Regions from separate parts of the Triticum aestivum genome. Here region 2 is linked to region 1. Evidence: chromatin contacts called from public Hi-C data. All regions are on one chromosome and are shown on one strand. Each heading gives the region's core, a stretch centred on a gene start, on an enhancer-like site or on the middle of the called end of the contact. The rest is flanking DNA. Distances are from core to core; before and after follow the strand shown.

Region 1 (6,474 bases), core at 601-3,100:
TATACTCCGCCATATCTTGTGCTAATAAATGTAAACTCGCATGTAGTAGCAGTAACGGAAACGCCCGTCAAGTGTGAGCCCACTGGCGTACTCACTTGAAAACCACCAGCAAAACCGTTACTGGGCGAGGAGCCGAGACGACGTGACGGCGACGTGCGGGCGTGCGGTTGGGTAACGCCTCGCCCACCCAACCAAACTCAACGCACGCACAACACATTCAGTGATAATCGCAACCACACCTGAACGAACTCCCCAACAGGAAAATAGTAGCGATCCATCGATCCAACCGGCCCAACTAATTCACAGGAAAACAGTGCGCATCCGAAATGCTTCTGTTTCTCTTGCAGGAGTAATTTCTTCTAAGGTAAATAAACCAACAAAAAAAAAACTACTAGCTAGATTCTACTAGCAGGGGATGGAAATGGAGATGGAGACGGACATGGGTGAGATCGACGAGTAACAACGAGGAGTTGAATGGAACATGCAATGCAGATGCTTGGCGTCTCGTCTATCCGTCCGTCCGTTGGTCTCGACCGCCTGCCGGGTGCGTTTCTGCCCGATCGACCCTGGCCGTCGGCAGGGTGGCCGCCGCCGCGCCGGCTCTGCCCAGGGACGCCATGATGGAGCACACACTGCCCATTTGCCGCCGCACCTCATCTTCGACCATCCGCTTCATCGCCTCCATGAACCACGGGTTCTGCTCCAGCATCGCCCTCGCGCTCTCCATCCACGCCTCCTTCACCGGCGCTGGCGCCGGCACTGGCGCCGGGGGAGCCGGCGGGGTGACGGCGCCGACCCCGGTTCCCGGCAGGCTGAGTGACAGCGACGTGGGCGGGTCGGGCGGCGGCGCCTGGTCGTCCACCTTCACCGCGGGAGGGACGTCCACGCGGGGCCGCTTGGCGTTGGCGGGCGGTTCCACCGAGCCGTCGCTGTCGTCGTCGTCGTCGTAGTCGTCCTCCCCGCCCTTGGTGAGATCCACAGATTGGAACGACATGGCAGCGGCAGGCGCGAAGACGGGCCCGCCCGCCGCGTTGCCCGCGGTGGCGGCGGCCGCGGCCGCCCTGCGGCGTTTCCGCAGCGTGGAGTTCCAGTGGTTCTTGACGGAGTTGTCGGTGCGGCCGACGAGCTTGCGCGCGATGGTGGCCCACTTGTTGCCGTGCTTGCTGTGGAGGTCGAAGATGAGGCGGTCCTCGTCGGGGGTGAAGGCGCGGCGGTGCACCCCGGGGCTGAGCTGGTTGCACCAGCGCAGGCGGCAGGATTTGCCCGTCCGGCCGGGGATCTCGGCGCTGATGACGGTCCAGTTCCTGGCCCCGTGGCGCGCCACGGCGTCGCGCAGCAGCTCGTCCTCCTCGGGGCTCCACGACCCCTTGATCCTCCCCGCCCCCGTCCCCGCGCCGTCCGACCCGCCCCCGCCGTCCGGCATGCCTCCTCTCCCCTCTCTACCCGCGTCGGTCTCGGTCTCGGCTGCGGCTGCCGCGTGGGTTGTGCATATAAGGACGTACGTGGACGTGGGCGTGCGGTTGGGCCGGGGGACGGGATGCGGGGCGAGAGAGGGGAGGGCGTTGGTTGGTTCGTGTGCTCCTGCGGGCGTGTTAGGTGGGCGGGCGCGCTTTACAGTTTCGCGTTTCGGGCGTTTTCCGTGGGGTTTTTGGGCGTTTTCGGTGGTTTCCGGCGGGCGGTGCGTGGGACGGATGGTATGGCCGGCGTCACCCGCGAACCGCCGGCGATGGACGCATTTGCATGCCCGGCTGGCTACACGGCGTGCGTGCGTGCGTGCGCGCGCGATGTGCCGGGCCAGGCCAGGCCAGGCGGGGCTGGATGTCACGCGTCGCGACCTGCTAGTGCTACCGTTTCTCTCGAGTGGTGCGGGGAAGGTGGCCCGCGAGGCGTCCATGCTGCGCTCTGCCGTTTCCTGTTATCTCCAGCCCCAGGGTGCGACGTGCCGTGGGGGAGGGAGGGAGGGAGGATCGGTCGCAATCCGCCAAATACTGGTGCCGTCGGGCGATATCTTATTTGCTGATAAGAGTCGATGAGTTGTAGTACCAATCTGAAGCTTGTCGCCGTTACGATGCTTCTGTTTATCTAAAAGAAGGGTCTGATGCTGGTTTTATGTTTGTGTGCTGCAAAAAATTACTTCTAAACCGACCAATTTATGACTACAACTTTACAAGTTTTACAAGTTACTAAGTAGTACCACAAAATTTTGAGTAATTCAAATATTAAATTGCACACTATCTTAAAGATTAAAGGTTTGGCGTCATGAAGTCTTCTTCCATAGTTCCATGTACCACATGCTGCAGCTGCAGTTTCATGGCTGGTAGTGGTATACGTGTAGGTGTAGCCAGAAGGGGCTCTGCATGCTCCTGTATGAGTGCGCCCACGCGTGAGCATGTGCGTAGAAAAAAAAAGATGGCTGCATGCGAGGGAAGATCGCAACCTTCATACCAGAAACTGGCGCTATCTTGTTGCCTTCCAATTACACACACTTGCATTTGGCCGATAGTGCACAAGAGAAACCGCCTCTCGCTTCTTTATTTATTTATTTTTTTAGAAAAAATAGCCAGATCACTTAAACCGTTTAGTCCTTTGCTGCATACTTTTTGGGTGATTACAGGATTTTCGTTTCTAATTCCATGTACGAAGATTAAGTGTACAAGCTTAAATGGCGTCAACTTCACTCCTCGCAAAAAAATAAAAAACTTCACCCTTTTTTTTTGAGAGTATGCCAAATGTGTACCGTATTTTTATAAAAGAGAGAAGCAATTTTTACAAGATTCGTGACTGATGCGAACATCATCACGATTACACCAACTCCAACAGAGAAAGAAAAGCTACTCTCTCACAAATCTAGCTAAACCCACAACTCCTACTCCCGCAAGTTTCCATAGCTTGATGTCCTCAAAGATTTGACGCACTAAATTTGCCGGCGTTCTAATCTGATCGATCCGATTGAACACCCTCGCGTTCCTTTGCTTCCAAAGCTGCCAAGCTGTCGCGATGATGAAGGAGTCAAGACCTCGCTTATCCAATCCCTGTAAGGTAACCCGTGTCCTTCCCCACCATTCCATGAAGGAATCATCATGGCTCGGGATGCGTAAGTTGACTTGTAAGTAATCGAAGCATCCGTGCCACACTTGCCTCGCATAGACACATTGTGCCAAGATGTGATCCACATTGTCCTTCTCTTGGCAGCACGTATAGCACACCGAAGGAGCGTCCTGCAAACCGTGCCGCGCTCGCCGATCAGATGTCCATAGCCTGTTTTGGGAAGCTAGCCAGGCAAAGATTTTGCACCTGAGGGGTGCCCAGCTACGCCAGATCCACTGGGCTGCGGCAGGACGCGTTAACCCCTGGCAAAGACGACTGTAGGTGGATTTCGTGGTGTATGCACCTGAGGCGTCGCAAGGCCAAGTGAACTGATCCTCCTCCTAGACATCCCTGTCAACCGTTGCAATTGCCTGCTGCAAGTGGATTAACTGCATGTGTGCCGTAAAAGAAAGCTCGTCTCTGATGTCATGTAACCAATCATCCTCCGTTAGAGCCTGTTGCACTATTCTCTTCCGCTTGGTTCTAGCATCCACCATGCCAGCAATCAAGGGAGCTATGTCACCGACGGCGAAACCATGTAGCCATCTGTCTGTCCAGAACAAGACCCTGCTACCTTCTCCTACCTTTATTAGCACCATGCTATCAAAGACTGCTCTTGCCTCTTGATCCACCATGAGTTGTAGACCTTGCCAAGGACGAGTGAGGTCAGTCCTGCTCAGCCACTCCCAACGCACTCTCATGGCTAGTCCTTGCAACTTTAGGTTCTTGACTCCCAATCCTCCAAAGCAAGTTGGCCTGCAAATAGTTTGCCACGCCACCAGACATTGCCCTCCGTTCATTGATTCTTTCCCTGCCCAGAAAAAGGCACACATCCATTTGTCGATCTCTTCAAATACCCATTGGGGTGCGTCCATGACTAGCAAGTGGTGTACCGGGCGCGCCGATAGCACACTCTTGACAAGCACAAGTCTGCCAGGCCTCTGGATCAGTCCCCTTTGCCAAGATGGTATGAATCTCTTTGCCTGGTCAAGCAAGGGCTGCCACTCCACTCGGGTGAGCTGATGTACACTAAGTTGAGGACCAAGATATTTGCATGGCCAATCTTCCCCCCGGCAGTTCAAATAGTGTTGAACCCTATCTCCATCTTCCTGTTGCCCTTGTATCACGATGGCCGAAGTTTTTCTGTAGTTAACACGCAAACCAGAAGCATGACCGAACACCTGTAGCATTGCTCTCACGCATGAGAGGTCCTGGGCTGTGGGCCGGATGAAAAGGGCCACGTCGTCTGCGTATATGGACAATCTATGGTTTGCCTTGATTCCGTTGAAGGAGGAAAGCACACCCTCGCTGGATGCCTTGCAGATGAGAGCGGACAGAGCATCCATGGCTATGACCAAAAGTAGCGGGGAACTTGCATCTCTTGACGCAGACCTTTAGCATGAGCAAACTGTTGGGGAACATAGCAATTTCAAAAATTTCCTACGCACACGCAAGATTATGGTGATGTATAGCAACGAGAGGGGAGAGTGTTGTCCACGTACCCTCGTAGACCGTAAGCGGAAGCGTTATGAGAACGCGGTTGATGTAGTCGCACGTCTTCACGATCCGACCGATCCAAGTACCGAACGCACAGCACCTCCGAGTTCAGCACGCGTTCAGCTCGATGACGTCCCACGAACTCCGATCCAGCAGAGCTTCGCGGGAGAGTTCCGTCAGCACGACGACATGATGACGGTGATGATGTTGCTACCGACGCAGGGCTTCGTCTAAGCACCGCTACGATATGATCGAGGTGGATTATGGTGGAGGGGGGCACCGCACACGGCTTGGAACAATCAACTTGTGTGTCCTAGGATGCCCCCCGCCCCCGTATATAAAGGAGCAAGGGGGGAGGCCGACCGTCCCTTGGGGCGCGCCAAGGAGGGGGGAGTCCTCCTCCTAGTAGGAGTAGGACTCCCCTTTCCTAGTCCAACTAGGAAGAGGGAAGGGGGAAGGAAAGAGAGGGAGAGGGAGAGGGAAAGGGAAAGAGGGGCCGCGCCCCCCTCCCCTAGTCCAATTCGGACTCCTCATGGGAGGGGGCGCGCCACCTCCTGGGCTACAACCCTCTCTCTCCCCTCAGGCCCACTAAGGCCCAATACTTCCCCGGGGGGTTCCGGTAACCCCTCCGGCACTCCGGTTTTCTCCGAAACCACCCGGAACACTTCCGGTGTCCGAATATAGCCGTCCAATATATCAATCTTTACGTCTCGACCATTTCTAGACTCCTCGTCATGTCCGGGATCACATCCAGGACTCCGAACTACCTTCGGTACATCAAATCACATAAACTCATAATACCGATCATCACCGAACGTTAAGCGTGCGGACCCTACGAGTTCGAGAACTATGTAGACATGACCGAGACACGTCTCCGGTCAATAACTAATAGCGGAACCTGGATGCTCATATTGGTTCCTACATATTCTACGAAGATCTTTATCGGTCAAACCGCATAACAACATACGTTGTTCCCTTTGTCATCGGTATGTTACTTGCCCGAGATTCGATCGTCGGTATCCTCATACCTAGCTCAATATCGTTACCGGCAAGTCTCTTTTACTCGTTCCGTAATGCATCATCCCGCAACTAACTCATTAGTCACATTGCTTGCAAGGCTTATAGTGATGTGCATTACCGAGAGGGCCCAGAGATACCTCTCTGACAATCGGAGTGACAAATCCTAGTCTCGATCTATGCCAACTCAACAAGTACCATTGGAGACACCTGTAGAGCACCTTTATAATCACCCAGTTACGTTGTGACGTTTGGTAGCACACAAAGTGTTCCTCCGGTAATCGGGAGTTGCATAATCTCATAGTCATAGGAACATGTATAAGTCATGAAGAAAGCAATAGCAGTAAACTAAAACGATCAAGTGCTAAGCTAAAATAATGGGTCAACTCAATCACATCATTCTCCTAATAATGTGATCCCTTTTATCAAATGACAACTCATGTCTATGTTGGGGATCGTTGCAGAATTTTAAAATTTTCTACGCATCACCAAGATCCATCTATGGAGTTTACTAGCAACGAGAAGGAAGGAGTGCATCTACATACCCTTGTAGATCGCGAGCGGAAGCGTTCAAGTGAACGGGGTTGATGGAGTCGTACTCGTCGTGATCCAAATCACCGATGACCGAGCGCCGAACGGACGGCACCTCCGTGTTCAACACACGTACGGAGCAGCGATGTCTCCTCCTTCTTGATCCAGCAAGGGGGAAGGAGAGGTTGATGGAGATCCAGCAGCACGACGGCGTGGTGGTGGAAGTAGCGGGGATCCCGGCAGGGCTTCGCCAAGCACAAGCGGGAGGGAGAGGTGTCACGGGAGGAGAGGGAGGCGCCAGGGGCTGTGGTGCGGCTGCCCTCCCTCCCCCAGAGAGGTGTC
Region 2 (5,727 bases), core at 2,136-4,635, 160 kb before region 1:
GCGCCTTCCTCGCCGGACGGCAGGCGGAGCACCTCGTAGTGGTCGACGTCCTCCCCCTCCTGCCCCATCGCCGCCATGGCGGAACCGGCCGCGATTCGGCGAAACAGGGAGCGGCCCTCAGATGCGGAAGCGTGTGACTACGAGGCGCTGCTCAGGTAGTTCGGCAAGCAGGTGTACACGACGCCGAGGGTGGGTGGCCACGGCCGAGGCTCCTTCTGCGGTGCGGGGATGCCGGCGAGACAAGAGCGGCGCGGCAAGGCGCGGCTAGAACGCCGCGAGCCAAACCCCAGAACAGAGGAGGGCTAACCCTAGAACGCTGGAGAAACCTGAGCGGGACGAGCGGGTGAAGAAACCGCGAAATATCTCCAGGAGCGGCGCCGGGGCGGGGGGGGGGGGGGGGGGGGGGGGGGGCGGCGGCGGCGGCGGAGACCCTCGGCGGCTGGAGGCGGGGAGGCGGTGCGTCAGGCTCAACCTGACGCCTGAAATATGAAGACGTCTGAAAGTGTTCAGAGTTCAGAGTTCAGAAGCTACCTGCAAGTGTTCAAAAATTCAGAACGTTCCGAACAGAGGTAGAGTGAGAGCCTGCAAGATGTGATATTGAGTGTGGTGCGATGAGCATCCACTGGTTTGGCCAGGTGTTTGATTTGCCGTCGCAGAAGAAAGAGATTTGGTGTTTCAGAATATCTTGAGAACGGCCTCACCTCATGCAAAGCCTATCTTCAGAGTGGCTGAACCTGCAATTCTGTATTGTGCTGCATATTGTGGACACTGCCTGTAATTCTGACAGAAATTAACAAATGTGACATATGTACCAAAGATTATTACATGCTTCGTTTTTGGCATTATCGATTGCATATGCTATGCACACTCAATACTTTCATGATGAAGCTTGAAACTGTAACTTGAACCTATTAACGTAGAGACCATACTTTATTTAGACTAACATGGCTCGCGAAAAAAAAGAAACACAACCAATCACAAGGCGCAGTGAAGCATGCATGTCCCTCTAATTCATGTCATTTTGCTATGAATGTTGTAATTTAAATTGGATACAAATCTTGTAGTTTTTTTGCTATGAATGCTACAATTGGTATGGTTACTAGAATTTTTCTATGAGTATATTAGAATTTCAAGATGCAAGGTTCTATGTTCCATTCTTATCTTTCCTAATCCCATCTCATCTTTGTCTAATGGTGGACGTGAATCAGAGGGTCTTTTTTACTGATGGGCACATATGACATACTCGTTGGCTTTCGAAGCTCGATGATGACACTTTGTGGGCACCACATGGCACATGAGTCATTTTTCTTTTGTCTTAATGTTAGGTTTTGGTTCGCCGAATCTTATACTTGGGTTGCACTCCTTGAATTTCGGCAACAACTTTGGATTTCGCTGATGATGGGAAACCCACTATAAGATAGAAACTAATATATTATCTAGGTTTTGAAAGAGTAACTTAGACCTTGATGTCCTTTCCAATCGTTCGCGGGTGATTTTGTATCCTATCTGATTATGTACGCGCTACAAACTATCTCAATAGTTGTTTGTGATTATTACATAATCGGTTAGGATGAGGAGTGCCTACGTGTTCAATGCAACAATGTTTGGTCCGAGTCATTCTTTTGCAAAACTAGCTATATGAGCAATTTTGCACCACTCTAAATATCTTGACCGAGGCTCTAAATGACATATATTTGGGTATACATGGATAGACTGGATATATGCGACGAGATCAGACATATAGAGGCGAGATGGGACAACAATGACGTAACCAACAAAATCTTTGCAATGTATATATGCTAAGTGATAAGGACGAAATGCGATGTTAATAATATGCTGCCATAGATGATACGTGACAAATAGAGACTATGCGATGATATGCAACATGTGTTTGTATTTGTTGATATGCAATGTTGACACTACGCCTGTATGCGTTGATACACACTATTTATACCAAGCCTATATGTGATAATGTGCAATGTTTTACATATGATATCATTTGTTATGTCCATGTACATACGTGTACGAGGCAGTGCAATCCTAACTGCCCGGTTGAAGTGGGACGATCGATCACTACCGACCAACCCTTGGTTGTCTGCAATAATTATGACTAATTGGTCAACCCATTAGTGATGTTGGTCATTATTAATTGGTCGATCGACCAGCCAGTGATATGTAAATATGGCCTTTTTGTAAAGTTTTTGGTCAGCCTTGCGAAAGCCCCAGGTGTTCAATGTTTAGCCCGAGCTTGGCCCATATGTTGAACATTTACTGAAACACAGAGTTGAGCCCATCCACACACTAAAGCCAAAGCCAAATGCATGCCCCGAAGTTCGACGATAGTGACAAAGTCAACATAATAATCAAAATGGCATAACATTCATCAAGCCTAATTTAGATAAAAGAACGTCACCATAAATTCAACGATCATATATTACATAGCCACATAAAAAATGTACGAGAATCTTATTTTCGCAAAAATAACGTAGAATAAATCCTCACAAGATACAATTAAAGAGAGGTTATAAGAAAATCTAATAAAGGAAAAAAACATTAGTGACGTCGGTAATATTTTGTTACAAAACTTATTCTATCTCAAGCATTAGATCGATATGTCTGGTTGCAAAGGTTGTGTGAACATAGTTTTTTTCCACACTAGTCTGGATTTTTTTCCCAAGGATGGCACTAGTCTAGACTTAATTATGCACCTTAAAAACATTTTGAATGACTAAAAGTTGTTCACCTCTTTCTCGAGTCGTAGTTTAGATAGATAAGTTGCTTATAATGGAATTTGTATTCAAGTTTTATATCTTACATGGGTGTTTGTAATTTTTTGGATTTGTTTCAGATTTTTATGTTTAGCGGGAGACAATGTACATGTGGACTACAAGATATGTGTGGTGATTTTGCAACTATTGTAAACAACGAACTGAACGTAACTACGATGGTTCAAATCTTAGGCTTAGCATTGGTGGTCACATTTTTCTGGATTTATTCCAGTTCTTTCGGTGATGTGCGTTCAGTGCGACCATCGACTTCAAAGTCATTTGTGGCAAGTTTGTCAATCTTAATATGAACTCAGTCTCTAGTAGCCTTCATAAGGTGAACTAGTAACAAATTATTTATTCAAAATTTTAAAAGTCACAAAAGAAAAGTTTTTTTTTTGTATGTCCCGGAAGGGGCAAAGAAAAGCTATTTTTAGTTGCAAAAGAAAAGAAAAGATTGTTGGAAGAAAAACTGACGCCGTTGCTAATCGGCAGTGGCGTTGTTAACACGCAGTTCCGACGGTGACCCTACGCCAGGGCCTCGCCCCATCACGCTTCCAGTGGGCCCCACTTCTGTGGCGGCGCCTCCCCCTCCGTGGTACACAAAAACCCTAGCGCACTGCCCTTTTACGGCCGCCCCCCTCCTCTCGACCGACCTCCCAAAACTTCCCTCGGCGTCTCTCTTCGTCCCCCCCTCTCGCCGCCGCGTCGACTCGGAAGTAGCAAGCGCGCCGCCGCCCAACCCTTCCGATGGCGGACAAGGAGCCCGTCGTGGAGCGCCCCGTCGCGGAGGAGGAAGGCGAGGACTCCGCCGCCGCGGCCGCTGCCGGCGAGGAGGAGGACACCGGTGCCCAGGTCGCCCCCATCGTGCGGCTCGAGGAGGTCGCCGTCACCACCGGCGAGGAGGACGAGGACTCTCTCCTCGACATGTAAGCTCCCCCTCGTCCCCCCTAGTTCTGCTCGTTTCGGCTCGATCTGGCGCTGATTTTTGGACGGGTTCGTGCGGCGATGTGCAGGAAGGCGAAGCTATACAGGTTCGACAAGGATGGGAACCAGTGGAAGGAGAGGGGCACGGGCACCGTCAAGCTGCTCAAGCACAAGGAGAACGGCAAGGTCCGCCTTGTTATGCGCCAGGCCAAGACACTTAAGATCTGCGCCAATCACCTAGGTCTGTAGTTGTTTCCTCAGATTTTGCTCCTTTAGTTCCGATCGCTCAGTTGCTTCAAGTAGATTCATCACAGGATCTCGTCTCACGGTTATGGCCTTGATCCTCTCTGTGTGCAGTGATCTCGACCACGAAGATGCAGGAACACGCCGGCAGCGACAAGTCCTGTGTCTGGCACGCGGCAGACTTTGCTGACGGAGAACTTAAGGATGAGATGTTTGCCATCCGGTTTGGCACCGTTGAGAGTGAGTTCTAAACTCTATTTCCGCGTGCGTGTGTCTTGCGTGGTTGACTTGGTTGGATAACATGCTAGATCACCTTGTTTGTAGCATTAGTAGTTTCTTTTGTATGCTTTGTGAGACACTAGTGAATCCTGACCTGGTTACATTCTATAGCTGAACGTTGTGTTTTGTCTTGAGCACGTGAATTTTTCTTTTAGCAATTTAGTATTTACGAGGCTCGGTGAATCATCAGCAAAACAACATATTTAGGGTGTGTGTTGGCACTCTTTATCAGAAATTACATCTTAAGCATGTGATCTTGTAGTAATCTACTATTTGGGATAAAGGATCATAAAAAATACCTTTCATGATTGGGGGTAGGTGGATTTGGTATAATAAGGGCAATGTTCCAAGAGGCAAGGCCATTCCTTGTCATAGTGAAGGTGACACGACCACAACCTATCATTGTTTTCATGCGACTCTTGATGTTTGTGAATTTTTAACATTCAAGGTTCTTCTAAATTTAAGTTGTAACGTCCTAGCTATATCATAATATCATGTCTCAACGGTTTTCCTGTAGATCCACATGGAAGTTCTTTTTGCTGCTTTGTTTATGTTAGTGGTCACAGGGATCCTCTCTAATTGACATTTTTAATTCCAGTTGCCGAGTATTTATACATTAATTAAGTATTTCCAGTGGTAGGGTATGGATGATATTTGTAGCTTCAAAATTGCACCTTTTTTGCCGCCTTGTGGGTCGCTGCAATCAATATCTGGTTGTAACCTGTTACAACTTTTTAGGGATGATAAGTTGCAAACTTGTAGTTTCATAGGTTCCTGACATAATTTGGAATAATGCACTGTCCCAGTTCTTTTGTTTCGTGTTGTTTTCCCCACTAGTAGCCATGCCTGATTTGTGATAAATGGTGCATGCTAGCTCCGCCACACATGTTAGTCTTTGTTTTTAGTCATGCTCAATGCAGCATTTTGATTGTGATTCTGTGAAGTACTATAATTAGGCATATACTGTCTTGTTTAACCTACTGACTTGCTCAGTATTTCTTGTGTAGTATTTATTATTTCATCCAAGTAGCAGCTGCACATTTAGATATATAAATATTTTGCTACTTATGGCTGTCGCTCAATCTTATCTTTAGCTATAACATCTCTCCTGCAAATCTCGCTGATACCCTGTTCAAGTAGTCATGTTTAAGCTGCATAGGGAGCCTTTGGATCATTGGCTCACCTAGTTTACCTAGGCTAGGCTCCACTGGCCTGTTTGAGCTATACCCTACCCAGGCAGAGGTACTTGTTTGATATGTGGTTAGCTAATCCAACCTGAGCATATTCAAGCAGCAGTATCTACACCCACTAGCAGGACAACAGTTTAACTCTGCATTTTTCTCTGTTATTGCCGTCAGAAGAGAGCTGTATAGGCTCTCCCAGTGGAGTAAAGATTTTCTAGCCCAGAATTGCTTGGCAAAATTAACTTTCCTCTACCAAACACCCAGGGTTAGCATTAACGTTTAGAAACTAAACACACCTGCAGTGTTTTCCATGTGTTGCCCCAGTCAAC

The links. Hi-C and Micro-C count contacts between places; a contact is called where the count stands out from the background.
Region 2: a contact with region 1 is called in a Hi-C map of leaf, with 2.9 times the contacts expected there. The contact joins the promoter of LOC123181722 here to the promoter of LOC123169139 in region 1. A contact is called at or near these places in 2 of 5 Hi-C or Micro-C datasets (both in leaf).

Annotation. Positions count from the first base shown.
Region 1 is chr1D:316,196,286-316,202,759 of IWGSC CS RefSeq v2.1, reverse strand. LOC123169139 (transcription factor MYB44) reads right to left here and starts at 1,850. Exons shown (of 1, transcript XM_044586993.1): 1 at 259-1,850. The coding sequence starts at 1,423. The coding sequence ends at 509.
Region 2 is chr1D:316,356,402-316,362,128 of IWGSC CS RefSeq v2.1, reverse strand. It overlaps LOC123181722 (ran-binding protein 1 homolog c), which reads left to right and starts at 3,385. Exons shown (of 4, transcript XM_044594046.1): 1 at 3,385-3,694; 2 at 3,782-3,933; 3 at 4,050-4,175. The coding sequence starts at 3,516. LOC123181723 (pre-mRNA-splicing factor cwf23) reads right to left here and starts at 381. Exons shown (of 4, transcript XM_044594047.1): 1 at 1-381. The coding sequence starts at 77.